2 separate regions of the Pan troglodytes genome follow, and region 2 is linked to region 1. A link is a contact called in public HiChIP or PLAC-seq data. All regions are on one chromosome and are shown on one strand. The core of a region is the stretch at or near the end of the contact, and the rest is flanking DNA. Distances in the headings are between cores, read along the strand shown.

Evidence for each region. HiChIP or PLAC-seq counts read pairs in DNA pulled down with a chosen protein or histone mark.
Region 2: a contact with region 1 is called in an H3K4me3 HiChIP or PLAC-seq map of stem cell-derived excitatory neurons, with 2.4 times the contacts expected there. The contact joins the promoter of RMND5B here to the promoter of FAM193B in region 1. A contact is called at or near these places in 1 of 1 datasets of contacts at active chromatin or transcription factors (stem cell-derived excitatory neurons) and 1 of 1 other capture datasets (stem cell-derived neural stem cells).

Annotation. Positions count from the first base shown.
Region 1 is chr4:175,175,532-175,178,908 of NHGRI_mPanTro3-v2.0_pri, reverse strand. FAM193B (family with sequence similarity 193 member B) reads left to right here and starts at 1,793. Exons shown (of 9, transcript XM_518137.8): 1 at 1,793-2,098. The coding sequence starts at 1,889.
Region 2 is chr4:175,597,253-175,600,629 of NHGRI_mPanTro3-v2.0_pri, reverse strand. RMND5B (required for meiotic nuclear division 5 homolog B) reads right to left here and starts at 1,607. Exons shown (of 11, transcript NM_001280502.1): 1 at 1,564-1,607; 2 at 1,242-1,381.

The DNA of each region.
Region 1 (3,377 bases), core at 544-3,043:
ATCTGCTATTCCCTTTTCTTAAGGTCCATCAAGATGATGTCATCAGTGCCTCAGTAAATTAGCCTGATATCCATTAGAATGGAGATTTAGTAAAAAAAAAAATCCCTGTAAACTGGCAGGGTGCAGTGGCTCCGCCTGTAATCCTAGCACTGTGGGAGGCCGAGGCAGGTGCATCACCTGAGGTCAAGAATTCGAGACCAGCCTGGGCAATATGGCGAAACCCCGTCTCTACTAAAAATACAAAAAAATTAGGGGGCGTGGTAGCATGTCCCTCTAATCCCAGCTGATCTGGAGGCTGAGGCACGAGAATCCCTTGAACCCAGGAGACGGAGGTTGCAGTGAGCTGAAATTGCGCCACTGCACTCCAGCCTGGGAGATAGAGTGAGACTCTGTCATTAAAAAAAAAAAAAAAAAAAAAAATCCCTGTAAACTAAGTGGCTGGGTCCAGAGCGTGACATACCCTGAAGCAAGACAGTGAGGGTTTAGCGCTGCCCCTGCCAGATCAATGCAAGGGACTCCTGGTGTTTGGTACAGAAGAATAACCATTGACCAGACCTCTTGTTGCCTATTAGAGACCAACAACTGTGCTGATCTGTCCCAAGAAGGACCGCATCTGGAAGAATGCCTGCAGTTGGGGTTCTTACCAGAATAAGTAAGTTTATCATAATGCTCTGTTGTTCTTCAACGCCGCCTCTCTTCTGTTCTGGGCAAACTGAAGAGGTAATGGTGATGTGATGGGACTCACCCTGCGTCTTTCAAATCTTTGATAGTGGCATTAATCCCTGGGTGAGATAAGGTACTATTTTTGATTTATTTTCTTGGTAGTTAAGGAGAGCTCCAGGGCCTTCCATGTAGCTCTTCCTTTCAAAATAGCCCTTGCCCCATGGGTTAGGAAGCCAGTGTCAGGATTCCGCCCCTGTTGATACCAATAGCAACTCTGCATATAACCACAATTTCAGAGTACATAGCCCAGGCATGAGACAGACTTCACTCAAAACTTTTTTTTTTTTAATCTGTGCCATGTACATGTATTATACAGTATATTCACAAAAAGAAAAGAGGGGGGAAATTCCATTTTTAACAATTAAATACATAATTATTAAGTTTTAAAAATTCTCCTTTGTGTACCACTCCAAAATCCTCTCCTGCACATACTATTTTTTTGGAAACACCTAGTCGTCTCATCGTTATCACACCGGTTGTAACTATGTACCTACGTGTCTACCTTCCCCATCAGACTCGGGAACAAGGAGTCGGGTTTGAGTCCCACTGTCCCAAGCACAGAACGCTGGACTCCCAGTAGACCATATGTTGCAAATAAAGACCTTCGTCCCTTTCAACTCAGGCCGTCCACGAGCCCAGGAGTTCCAACAAAATGATGTACAGCAACCTTTTCCAGGCCTTTATGTTGCCTCAATATTTCTCACCTGCAAAATGGGAATGATCCGTACCTGCCTCGCTGTGCTGTCGGAAGGAGTCAGACGATGGGTGTGAAAGTATTGTAACACTATAGAAATTAATTCACTCATCCATTTAACAGGCAATTATTAAGTGCTAAGGTGGTGCAGCGCGATTACCACCGCATTACACGCGTTCCTCCAGCAGGTTGCATCCTTCCCGTCCCGCGTAGGGGGGGAAGGGCGTCTCCCCACCAAGTTTTTCTCCCACCGAACTCCGGGTGGTGACCTTATTCAAAATGGCGCAGGCGGCCTCGGGGGCTAGTGCGGCGGCGCGGACTCCGCGTGCCCTCTGACCTGTTGGCAGCAGGCGGAGGGGGGGAACCGGGCGCCGCCATATTGGCTGTTGTCCTGTGAGGGGAGCGGTAGCGGCGGCGGCGGCGGCGGCGGCGGCGCGGCGTGTGGAGCGAGGGAGCGGCGCGAGCGGCGGCATGACTCGGAGGCGGAGCAGGCCGAGCGGCGGTGCGGGCAGGCGCGAGCGGGCTCGGGCCGCGGGGCCGCAGAAGCCCCAGGCGCCCGAGCCCCCGCCGCCGCCAAGCCTGGAGGCGGGAGCGGGTGCAGGCCCTCCGGAGGCGCCGGCGGAGCCCGACCACGACGGCCCCAGGGAGGATGACGAACCCAACCTGGTGCCCGGCCCGCAGGTAGGAGCGAGCGGGGAGACTTCGGCGGCTCGGGCGCTTTCACCTTCCCCGAGCGGGAGCGGGAGTGGGGCGGGGTTGGGGATGGGCCATCCCGCCGCGGCTGGGGTAGCAGCTTTCCCCCGGGTCCGGCGCCGAAGCTTTCTCCCCCGGGGCGGGAATGGAGGCTGGACCCCTCTCCCCAAAGCCGAGGCTCGGTCCGCGCTCCTGCGACTGGGCTGAAGCTGCTCCCCTCTCCCCGCCGCCTCCGGGCGTTCCGGCCGTACACCCACACTGGGACTGGGACTGGGCTGTGATCCCGAGGCCGCAGCTCCGCTCTCGGCCCGCCACCTCCCCCGGGCCCACCTGCTCCCTCAGCCACAGGCCATCTCGGGGCTCTGGGACTGGACGACTGCAGCCTCTTCCCTCTGCCCCCGGGAACGGCTCCACTCCGTCCCCTGCAGCGCCTGCAGCCGCGGCCCCCTCAGCAGCTGTGTCTCCTGGCGCCTCCTCGCCATCCCCAGCAGAGCAGTTGGAGCAGACAGCCGGGCTGCCCGGAAGAGTTTTTGGTGGGGTTTCTGCACTGAGGTGGAAACCCAGCAGAACCTGCCCTTCTTCCCTCCCCTGCTCCGCAAGGCAGCCCACCCCGACCTTGAGATCCCAGGTTTGGAGAATCCTGCTGAGAGTGAACAGTAGGAGGATTCCCCAAAGCTTCCAGCTTGCCACCTGGAAGAAGGTCACTTTCTTTTGAGCAAAGGAGATAATGGGAGGTACCCTGCCAATGTTCACTGAGAGGCGGGGGTGACATGGGCCACGGTTGCTCTGGGAGGGTTGTGGCACTCGGGGCTGGGTGGCTCTCCCTAAGCTTGCTCTGACAAAAGAGTTTTGAGTTGGTCTTTTGGCTGAGCCTGCCCAGGAAGGCAGGCTCCTGCAGGAGTCTTGGAGGGTCGGATGCGGCGCCGGATGAGGATGAGGCGTGGCGGAAGATGCGTTTGGCTCTGCAGACACTGCATCGGGCAGCAGGGGACTCTGGGAGGCTGGTGCAGCCAGAAGGCATGGCTCTTGACAGCCTTCTAGTAGAATCTCTGGAATTGTGCATGTGAGTGGGGTTGCCGTTTGGGGTACCTTCCCACAAAGCCTCCCCTGACCTCCCCAGTTGCGTCAGGTGCCCTCTCTGTGCCCACAGCCCTCTGTGCCTCCCTCTGGTAGCACTCCCCTTTCTGTGATGAAACATTGTGTTGATATGTCTGTTGCCTGCCCTGGACTGTGAACTCCACAGGGACACAGGCTATGCCATCTTTCT
Region 2 (3,377 bases), core at 358-2,857, 420 kb before region 1:
AAGAAGCTGGGACTACAGGTGCACCATGTAGTCCCACCATGAACACTCCTGAGTTCATGACACATGTAAGTGGTCCATGCAGGGCCTTTCCTCCTTTGTGTTTATTTATGTATTCCCTTTTGTCCCTATTCTTCCCCTCTCTCCCCACCACACCTGGCTAATTTTTTTGTTGTTTGTTTTTGAGACAGAGTCTTACTCTGTCGCCCAGGCTGCAGTACAGTGGCACGATCTTGGCTCATTGCAACCTTTGCTTCCCAGTTTCAAGCGATTCTCCTGCCTCAGCCTCCCAAGTAGCTGGAATTACAGACACCTGCCACCACACCCGGCTAAATTTTGTATTTTTAGTAGAGACGGGGTTTCACCATGTTGGCCAGGCTGGTCTTGAACTCCTGGCCTCAAGTGATCCTCCCGCCTTGGCCTCCCAAAGTGCTGGGGTTACAAGCGTGAGCCACTGCGCCCGGCCTAATTTTTTGGAGCGACAGGGTTTCACCATGTTGGCCAGGTTGATCTTGAAGTGCTGAGCTCAAGCCGTCTGCCAGCCTCAGCCTCCCAAAGTGCTGGAATTACGGGCGTGAACCACCGTGCCCAGCCAGTTCTTGTGCTTTTGCAGCCGCGACCTCCATCCACTCTCTACCCTACATGTCACTCCTCTGCTTAAAACCAAAAGATTTCCACTGTACTTAGAAAAAACTCCACATTCCTCTCTCTGACCTACAGACTCTATGTGACCAAACCCCAATTCTCCGACCTCATCTCCTACCACTCTTTCCCTTTCTTACCATACTCCAGCCACACTAGCTTTCTTTCTGTTCCTTGACTATACTCTCAGTTGATTTCTGCCCTAGGGCCTTCACACTGGCTGTTCCCGCTGCCTGGACCACTCTCTTCCCGTATCTTCCTAAGCCTGCCTCCTAATTTGGGTCTCAACGCAAATGTCCCGTCCCCAGAGATGCTCTGCTAGACCACAGTATCTAATACTGACCCCTCCGCCCCACCCTCACACCAGTTACCCTGTCATATCGCCCTCCTCCATTTTTTTTTTTTACTATACAGTCCTACTTGAAGTTTCTAATCTCTCTTTTCTCATTAACCAAAACTGGAGGGAGGAAAAAGCCCATCATTTTCCCTGGACAGCAGCGCCTACTGGGAGTTTCACCCGCATTAACATGCAAACGACAGGCAAACTCCTAGTCATCCTTCCAAAGACCCTGCTCCAAAGCCCTGCCGAGGCCGGTGCGCACCTGCTCACTTCCGACCCAGCGCGGTCGCACGAGGACTGGACGTTTGAGTCCGAGCAACTCCCCCCGGCTGAGGCGGCTCTTCGGGGGCTGGGCCGGGACCTATGAGTCTGGGACTCCAGCTCCCGGCCCAGGGCCGACAACTGCGAAGAGAACAAGCCCAAGGGCAGATTGTTCGGGGCTTAGTCGTGGGTAGCAGGGGTTCTGGAGAAGGCTGGGGCCCGGGAGGCCGGCCGAGCTTTCCCCGCCGCGCGCCTCAGCTCCGCCGGCCGCTGTGCCCGCCCTCGGCCCGCACCTGCCGGCTCCCAAGCCCGCACGCTCTCACCTCGCCCCGCAGCCCCGGCCCCGGCTTCCGGCGCCACTGTCATCGGAACCGGAAGCCGCGGCGGGCGATCGGCGGCCCGGGCCCGCCCATTGGCGGTTTTGCGGAGGGGTGGCCGTCCCACGAGCCCGCGGCTTTGCGCCTGACCGCCGAGGCTCCCCGCCGCGCGTGCCGAGTGGAGTCGCCCGCGGGAACCGGGCGGCGGCCAGAAGAGCCGCGCCTGTAGTCCTCTGGGGGGTCGCGCCTGGTAGTCTCCAGGTTCCGAGTCCCTCCGGCCCGGCCCCGGGCCTCCCAGTCGGCGGAAGCCCCTGGCCGCGACCGCTCCTCGCCGGCGGGCGGGTTCCCCACCCGGCAGAGGCGTCGGCCTCGCACTCAACCCAGCACCCGACTCCCGGGTCAGAAGCCCCAAGCCCCGAGTGGTTACGCCTACAGCGCTGTCCGCCCTGCTCAGTGAGGGCGGCGCGGGGGCCGTGAGGGGCAGTGGCTGGGCTAGGTGCGCACCGGCCTAGGTGCGCAGGGCTTTGGAGCAGGGTCTTTGGAAGGATGACTAGGAGTTTGCCTGTCGTTTGCATGTTAATGCGGGTGAAACTCCCAGTAGGCGCTGCTGTCCAGGGAAAATGATGGGCTTTTTCCTCTCTCCAGTTTGGGTTAATGAGAAAAGAAAGATTAGAAACTTCAAGTAGAACTGTGAACAGGCTTAGGGATCCTGGACAGAGCCTAGAAATCTCAGGAGAACTGAGAGCTCTTGAAATATAAAGTGATGCTTAAAAAAAAAAAGAAAACTCCAGGCCGGGCGCGGCGGCTCACGCCTGTAATCCCAGCACTTTGGGAGGCCGAGGCGGGCGGATCAGGAGGTCAGGAGATCGAGACCATCCTGGCTAACACGGGGAAACCCCGTCTCTACTAAAAATACAAAACCTTAGCCAGGCGTGGTGGCGGGCGCCTGTAGTCCCAGCTACTCGGGAGGCTGAGGCAGGAGAATGTCGTGAACCCGGGAGGCGGAGCTCGGAGTGAGCCGAGACGACACCACTGCACTCCAGCCTGGGCGACAGAGCGAGACTCCGTCTCAAAAAAAAAGAAAAGGAAAGATAGAAAACTCTGGGCCGGGCGGCTCAGGCCTGTAATCCCAGCACTTTGGGAGGCTGAGGCGGGCGGAACATAAGGTCAGGAGTTCGAGACCAGCCTGTCCAATATGGTGAAACCCCGTCTGTACTAAAAATACAAAAATTAGCCGGGAATGGTGGCGGGCGCCTGTAGTCCCATGGTCCTAGCTACTCGGGAGACTGAGGCAGGAGAATCGTTTGAACCCGAGAGGCGGAGGTTGCAGTGAGCCGAGATCGCGCCATTGCACTCCAGCCTAGGCGACAGAGCGAGACTCCGTCTCAAAAAAAAAAAAAAAGAAAGAAAAGAAAACTCCTTTCCTGTCCCAGCCTTTCTGGTCCCCTTAGCCCGAACTTAATCTGCCCACTGGGTATTCAACAGAATTCAGTTCTGCAGAGGAGGGGGTCCAGCCCTACCCTGCCGCCCTGTGTTGGTCGCTGTCCTGGGGAACGGGGGAAGGGGAGAAGACGGGAGCTGCCCATCTGCCCTAAGGAGGAAGGGTGAGGGTTAGGAAGGAGGAGAGAACAGGCACTGACCCCAAACCCAGGTCCAGACTGAATTTTCTTTTTCTTTTTTTGAGATGAAGTCTTGCTCTGTTGCCCAGGCTGGAGTGCAGTGGTGTGATATCGGTTCACTGCAACCTCCACCTCCAAGCTTCGAGCGATTGTCCTGCCTCAGCTCCATGAGTAACAGATTACAGACATGCTCCACCATGC